Linked DNA regions of Bos taurus: region 2 is linked to region 1. A link is a contact called in public Hi-C data. All regions are on one chromosome and are shown on one strand. The core of a region is the stretch at or near the end of the contact, and the rest is flanking DNA. Distances in the headings are between cores, read along the strand shown.

The links. Hi-C and Micro-C count contacts between places; a contact is called where the count stands out from the background.
Region 2: a contact with region 1 is called in a Hi-C map of skeletal muscle, with 4 times the contacts expected there. The contact joins the promoter of VGLL4 here to the enhancer-like site in region 1. A contact is called at or near these places in 3 of 11 Hi-C or Micro-C datasets (liver, skeletal muscle and skin fibroblasts).

Annotation. Positions count from the first base shown.
Region 1 is chr22:55,410,983-55,414,113 of ARS-UCD2.0, forward strand. All of the region lies in intron 17 of ATG7 (autophagy related 7), which reads left to right. Among named protein-coding and RNA genes, the nearest start is that of ATG7, 110 kb to the left of the region's middle. Within about 2 kb of position 1,824, at least 2 of the 102 cell types and tissues checked have an H3K27ac peak or open chromatin away from gene starts, as enhancers often do. A contact at or near this core is called in skeletal muscle, where this site is marked.
Region 2 is chr22:55,649,915-55,653,439 of ARS-UCD2.0, forward strand. It overlaps VGLL4 (vestigial like family member 4), which reads right to left and starts at 1,607. Exons shown (of 5, transcript NM_001099128.1): 1 at 1,422-1,607. The coding sequence starts at 1,503.

The sequences.
Region 1 (3,131 bases), core at 574-3,073:
CCATCTTCCAGGAAAAATACTGGAGGATCTGAAGGGAGGGGGGCAGTGAGGAGTCGCTTTCATTCTGATTTCTGTGCATTGCCTTGTAAGACTTTCTAAAATGATAGATAGTATCTGTCACTGGAATTTAAAAAACCCTATTTCAAGGTTTGTGTCTTTCTTTTCTTTCTTTTTTTTAGGTTTTCAGAGCCAAATAGTTTTGTGGAATTGCTACCAGAGGGAAAAGTATAATTTTGAAACCAATATTCTTGAAAGGATTTCTCATCATACTTTGAATTAATCTATAGTTTTTAGATTTTTCACCTAGATAATTTGGGGGAAGTTAGGGTATTTGGAGGGGTACCTTTCTGCTTTGATATGATTTTTAACTTGCAGGCAAGCTGTGGGAATAGTACAAGGAACTGCTTTACCCAGATCTCCCCGTTGTTTATACTTTTCTGCATTTGTGTGTATGTGATCTTCTCCCTCCCTCCCTCTCCTTTTTCTTTCTTTCTGTTTTGTTTTTTACCGTGCTGGGTCTTCGTTGCTGTGCTCCGGCTTTCTCTAGGTGTAGTGAGCAGGGACCAGTCTTCCAACGTGGGGCTGCTCATTGTGGTGGTTTCCTGGTTGCAGAGCTTGGGCTCCAGGGTGCGTGGGCTCAGCAGTTGTGGCTCATGGGGTTAGTTGACCTGTGACATGTGGGATCTTAGTGCCCGGACTAGGGATTGAACCTGTGTCCCCTGCATCGGCAGGTGGATTCTTAACCACTGGACCAGCAGGGAAGTCCCCCTCCTCTTTTTCTTGAAACTCTGGGAATGAGTTGGAGACATTGTGATTGTTTACAGCTAAATACATCAGTGTATGTTTCCTCAGAAAAAGATTCCTGTCTTACCTAAGCAGAATGCACTGATCAAATGCAGGCAGGTAAATGTTTGCATAATACTGACCTGACGCACAGTCTGCGTTTCAGGTGGTGTTATTTGTACCAGTAATGTCCTTCATAAGCATTTTCTCCAGACCAGAATCCGAGTCAGGAGGATCAGGCGTTCAGGTGTCGTGTCTGTCTGGCTTCCCTCGGTCTGGAGAAGTTCCTTAGCTTTTCTTCATCTTTCCTTAACTTGAACACTGACGTTGTGCCAGTTATCTTGTAGAATTTCCCTCTGTTTGGATCTGTCTGCTGTTTCCTTATGACTAGATTCAAGTTATGAATTTTTGGCAGAGAAGAGATGGTGTGTCCTCATGTCAGGAGGCACATGGTGAAGTTACCCCCCTTTGGTAGTGAGAATTTCCCCCTTTCTGTGTTAGTAACTACCTTCCCCCACGGTGAGAAGCCCGGCTCCCATTACACTGGCTGATTCACTGAACTACACAGAAAGTAGTTCCAATTGCTAGTCCCTCCCATTGCAGATAGTAAGCCTACCGCCTGGAATTTGATCATTGTGCACGGTTCTTATTTTCTAGGTACAGTTTGCATACATAAAAATGCAGAAATCTCAAAAGACTTAATTCTATACTTTGGACAAACACATACACCCATGTAACGTACATTTCCGTCAAGGCACAGAGTGTATCCCTTACCCCGGAAAGTTTCCTTGTGCCCCTTCGGAGACAGTCTTGGGGGGGGGGAGCAATATGCTGAGTATTGTGACCATTCTCTTTCCCAAGGATTAAAACTAGGTCCCCTCTGGTGCTGATGGAACTGCAGCCTTGTTTCTGGGACCCAGCAGTTGACTGGAACCTTCTGTTGGACCTTCCAAGTCAGGAACAGGGCCGTGCCCGAGGAGACTGCAGGCAGGGGACTCTTGCTGTGGTTGCACGATTCCGTCACTCCGCACCTTGGCAGTGTTGCAGGGACAGCCTGTTATGAGGAAGCAGGCCCGAAACTCCGCTCTCATACCATCTGGGACTGCCTAGTGCCCAGATGCAGCAAGATGTGCCCAGAAACCTGATCTTCAGATTTTAATTAGCCATTAGCAACCCTAATACTATACTCATCCTGGTGTTTACAGTACGCCGGGCCCTTCTGTTGATGGGCTGTGAGTAACCTTCCCAAAGTGACTTGTTATTGGCTGTTCATGTGCACCTGTGTGCGCATCTTGCGGACAGAGGCTGGTGGAAGAATACACGCCAGCTCTGGCGTCATCATACGGTCAGCTGTGCGTTCATTGCCTTCGGCAGAGCCCGGCCATCATTTTTCTTTTGATATTATGTAATCCTACCTTTCTTCTCTCACTTCTCTTTTCTTTGTTAATTGAAGAAGTGTGAAAAGTCAACATTAAACTCAAGTATTTAAAAATCTTTTAAGAAAAACCTCTACCCCAGAGCAACCTTTTTCCTAAAAGTTCTGCTGATGCGCTGTTGGGACGAAAAGACAAAGGCTGGGTTTGGAAGGAGAAATGGGACTCTCACTGTCTGTCCGCAGTCGTTCGTTTACTCAGCGGACATGTGAGTCCCTGCTGTGTGCCAGAGATGCAGAGATGATTAAAACAGCCGCTGCCTTCAGAGAACACTAACAAGAGAGCGCTTTAGTCACTAAGTTGCATCCGACTCTTGTGACTCCGTGGACTGTAGCCCACCAGGCTCCTCTATCCATGGGATTCTCCAAGCAAGAATACTGGAGTGGGTTGCCATTTCCTTCTCCAGGGGGATCTTCCTGACCCAGGGGTCGAACTCGGGTCTCCTGCATTGCAGGCAGATTCTTTACTGACTGAGCCAAGAGTGAGGGAGACCTATAAACCAATACTAATCTCCCTAACACTGTGATGTGCTCCAGAGTCAAGGCATAGCCTCTTGTTTTCATGTTTTGCCATGCCGTGCAAGTTGCAGGATATCCTCTAGTGGGGGTGTCCTGGTACCATTTAGCTTTGTAAATGGGGAAGACCCGGGAAGGCCTCTGAGCAGCTTCTAAGCTGACGTTAAAGGATAAGGAGGAATGTGTAGAGATCCATGGGAGAGAGGACATGGGGGAGATATTCCAGGCCCCGGGAATCACACGGGCGACAGCCAGGGCAAGAGAACATGGCAGGTTTCTGAAGGCGTTCTGGGGAGCGGCACGCCTCATTCCCTCATTCCCCTTGTCTTGGTGAGTTGTTTCCATCTTGGTGGTTCCTGAGTGCAATCTGGCTGTATTTCCTCTGGCCCTTGAGGCTCTT
Region 2 (3,525 bases), core at 357-2,856, 240 kb after region 1:
ATGAGGGACTTTAGAAGCAGGATAATACCTAAAATAGCAGATTCAAAGAAGCAATTCACCAAAATTCACTTTCCTTGTACAAGTAGGATTAAAAGAAACCAAAAACCACAAAAAGAGGCAACTTTAAATATGTTTATCCAATAAAGTAAAAACAAAAACACAATGAATTTTTTTTCCTTGAAGGGGAAAGGGTAACTTTTCGAGTGCTTAGACAACAGGCCTAAAGTTTTGTGTTTTTTTTTTTTTTAACATGGAAAACACAAGTGTATCCGGTAGCCCTCCCAAGTTTCTTCCATGTTTTCTTTTTCCTGAGAAATGCTCAGTTTCACTATAGGGCAAAAACATGGAAACTTCTCCCGCTGCATCAGATTTGCATGTGGTTACCAAAAAAAAAAAAAAAACAAAACCCAAAAATCCAAACAAACACTTCCCCTGCCCGGCAGAATTCCCCCGGAGTGTCTCCAACTACTCAATACTCAGACCATTACCACGTTTTCAAATCGCACGTAGATAATGTTCCAGGAGATTAAGAAATCGCCTTTTCTCTTCTTACTACTAACAGAGACAGCTTGAAATACTACCCAGCAGTGGGGAAATACCTCACGGTTTAGTAGGAGGTAATAAACAATAAGAATTCAGAGGGTTTCTTTTTTTTTTTTTTAATTTAGCTTACTGGTTGGTGGGTTGTGCAATCGCTTGCTTCCACAAGGGAATGGAGTGTGGAGGGAACATCCCTCAATGTCAGAACCCTCCCGGAGCTGTACAGGAAATGGGAATTCAGACAAAGAGCCAGTCTGTGCTCCATGACATGGGTGCCCTTCCGGGCCCCCGAAATGAATAGAAGGAAAAAAAAAAAAAAACTTCATTGTTTGGGACAATCGCTCCCCAACACAAAAATTCACTGTAACTTTCTGTTCCCCTCTAGCTGCACATCCCAAGCGCTTATTGGCTGTAGGAATACAGCAAGAATACTGTACAATAGACGGTGTATGTTTAAGTATCAAAGCAAAAAAAAAAAGAGAGAGAGAGAGAGAAAGAAAATCCGACATGTTTTAACTTTTTGCTTGGGTCCTAGAAGTTCTTCCTCTAAAGAAAACACCAACAGACTCCAAAAAAAAAAAAGAAAGAAATACATCTTTCAAGAGTTTAAAGTGTAAGGAGTCACGAGGAAAAAGCCAAGGTTTTAACAATGTATATATTTCACCGCCTCCCGCCCCTCAGCCCTCTCCAATGTAACCCTGAAGCCTAAGAGACACAAACACCACTCTGTTCGGAGGAAAGCGCCGCTTGCCTTCCAGAGCACCCTGAAAAGTCCCAAGAAATAAGAACAAAACGCACAGAAGGCGATCGGAACCGGGAGAGGAGGAGTGGCCTTGCCCAAAAACCAACAGGGCGGCAGTTCTAGAAGGGACGGTCTCTACCTTCGTAGCACAGAATGCCGATATTGTTGTTCATGTTGTCCAAGTACTGGTAGTTCAACAGGTCCATCTTCATAAATAGCATTGATCGGGCTAGCACAGAAAACCAGCTCTTTGCTTGCGCCCCCCGGGGGAAAAAAAAAAAAAAATACAGTTTCCAAAGTCAACTACGGCTGAGGAGCTCCCGGCTCTCCTCTTTAAAAAACTTCACAGAAGACGGAGGCCCGGCCTCGGATCAAAACAAAATCAATAAAACTCCTTAAAAAGAAAAAGAGAGACAGGCACACCAAATCGAACTTGCAGAAAGAAAACCCTTCGAGGGCTCGTGTGCAGACGGTATGCGTCCTGGATCGTCAATCCAGCATTTATTTAAAAAAAATGGAAAAGAAAAATCGTTTTCAAAAGCCTAACGTACGGGGGTGTCTTGCAGCGGAGAACGGGGCGAGGAGGGGCAGCCCGCGGCCCATCTCCCAGGACAAAGCCGCGCTCGCGCCGCTCACAGCCCGCTGCGAGTCCGCCGCGCCGACACGCCGGCTATGCCTGGAATGACTCGAATGCGCACGGCCGGCCTCCTCCCGGCGCGCGGAGCATGCTCACTGGCATCCCCGGGGCGCCGCGAGGGGCAGGATGCTCTCTGCACAGGCTCCGGCTCTAAATGGAGCGAGTGTTTGCAAGGAGAACGAGAGGAGGTGGAGGCCCGGGGCAGGCAGGGGGTAGGGGGGGGTCCCCACACTTGGAGGGGCCCAGGGCCGAACGTCTCTGGCCAGGAAGCCGCCCTACGACTTTGCAACACCAGGGGAGGGAAGAGAAAACCCAGGAAGTCGCCTTTTTTTTCCCCCTCCAGGAGCCGGGTTAAAAAAAAAAAAAAAGAAATCCATCATGGAAGCAAAACTTCCGTGGAATTTAACTCTGCTGCCGCTGCACTTTTGGGTTTCAGGAACCCAAACGGCTTTGCTGTGGTACACAGACCACGCTTTTTTTTTTTTTTTAATCTTTTTCTTTTTTCTTTCCTTCTCTTTTAAAAGTTGTTTTACAACTTTGCATTTACACTTTACATATAACTTCTCTCATAACCATCATAACAGCTCACATAAATAGGCCAGGGGTGGTATCACCTTTTTACAGCATCGGAAACTGGGGCTCAGAGGGATTAAATAATGGTCTATGGCTCCCAAAATAGTTAGTAGAACTACTTGTAGAGTGTTTTATTCCCTAATATTATAACCTTCTAAAACACAAGAAGCGGGGGGAGAAAGAGAGAGTTTAAGGAAGTTAAGACTTTAGATACAAAATAGAAAGCCTAAGGGACATAATGGGTAGGAGAGATGAAAATTATTTTTGTTTTGCACATAACAAAGCTGTTCCATCTGTGTATCGGAGGCTAACTGAGTATCATGCTGCCATGTCGTCTGTCTTGGTAGGACCTGGACCTTAAATGTCACATTCAGACAAGTGATGCCCAAAAGCTGTTTACTGAAATCAGTAAATAACTGATGTTCAGACTCTTCAGCACATGAAGATCATGCTAGCAAAATAAAGGGGAAAAAAAGTTTTCTCTCTGGAGATGGCAGCTAGCTTTTGGCACCATGAATAGGCTAGTTAAGTCACCATGAGAAGTGTTTCTGTACTAATATTACCATATCTGTTTGGAGATTTAGAAAATACCAAGGGATGTGCTATATTGTAGACCAAGACCTAACACTAATACTCTAAAATAAAAATTGAATAAGTAATTTCAACAGCTTGTGTGTTAAAAGATTAGCAACAGCTGCACTTGGGGTAACAGGCATGTTTAGGACAAGTTATGTTAATTGACTCTTATTTGGAGATAAATAGGACACCCGGTAGATTCGCCATCGCTGCTGCAACAGTGTAACTGGAATAAGGGCAGGTGAAGTAGGCAACAGAGGAATCAACATTTCACGAGCTTTACTTTCTAAGGCTATTTATCTACACTAGATTATATATCTAGAATCTGAAAAATAGGTCCATCGTCAATTGTAATTAAAATACTTGATGGTACTTCATGGAGAAGGTCAGAAGAAAACTCGTGTGGCCTCTCATATACACATCTGATTTATATTATTGTACTTAGTACCTTTAGGTA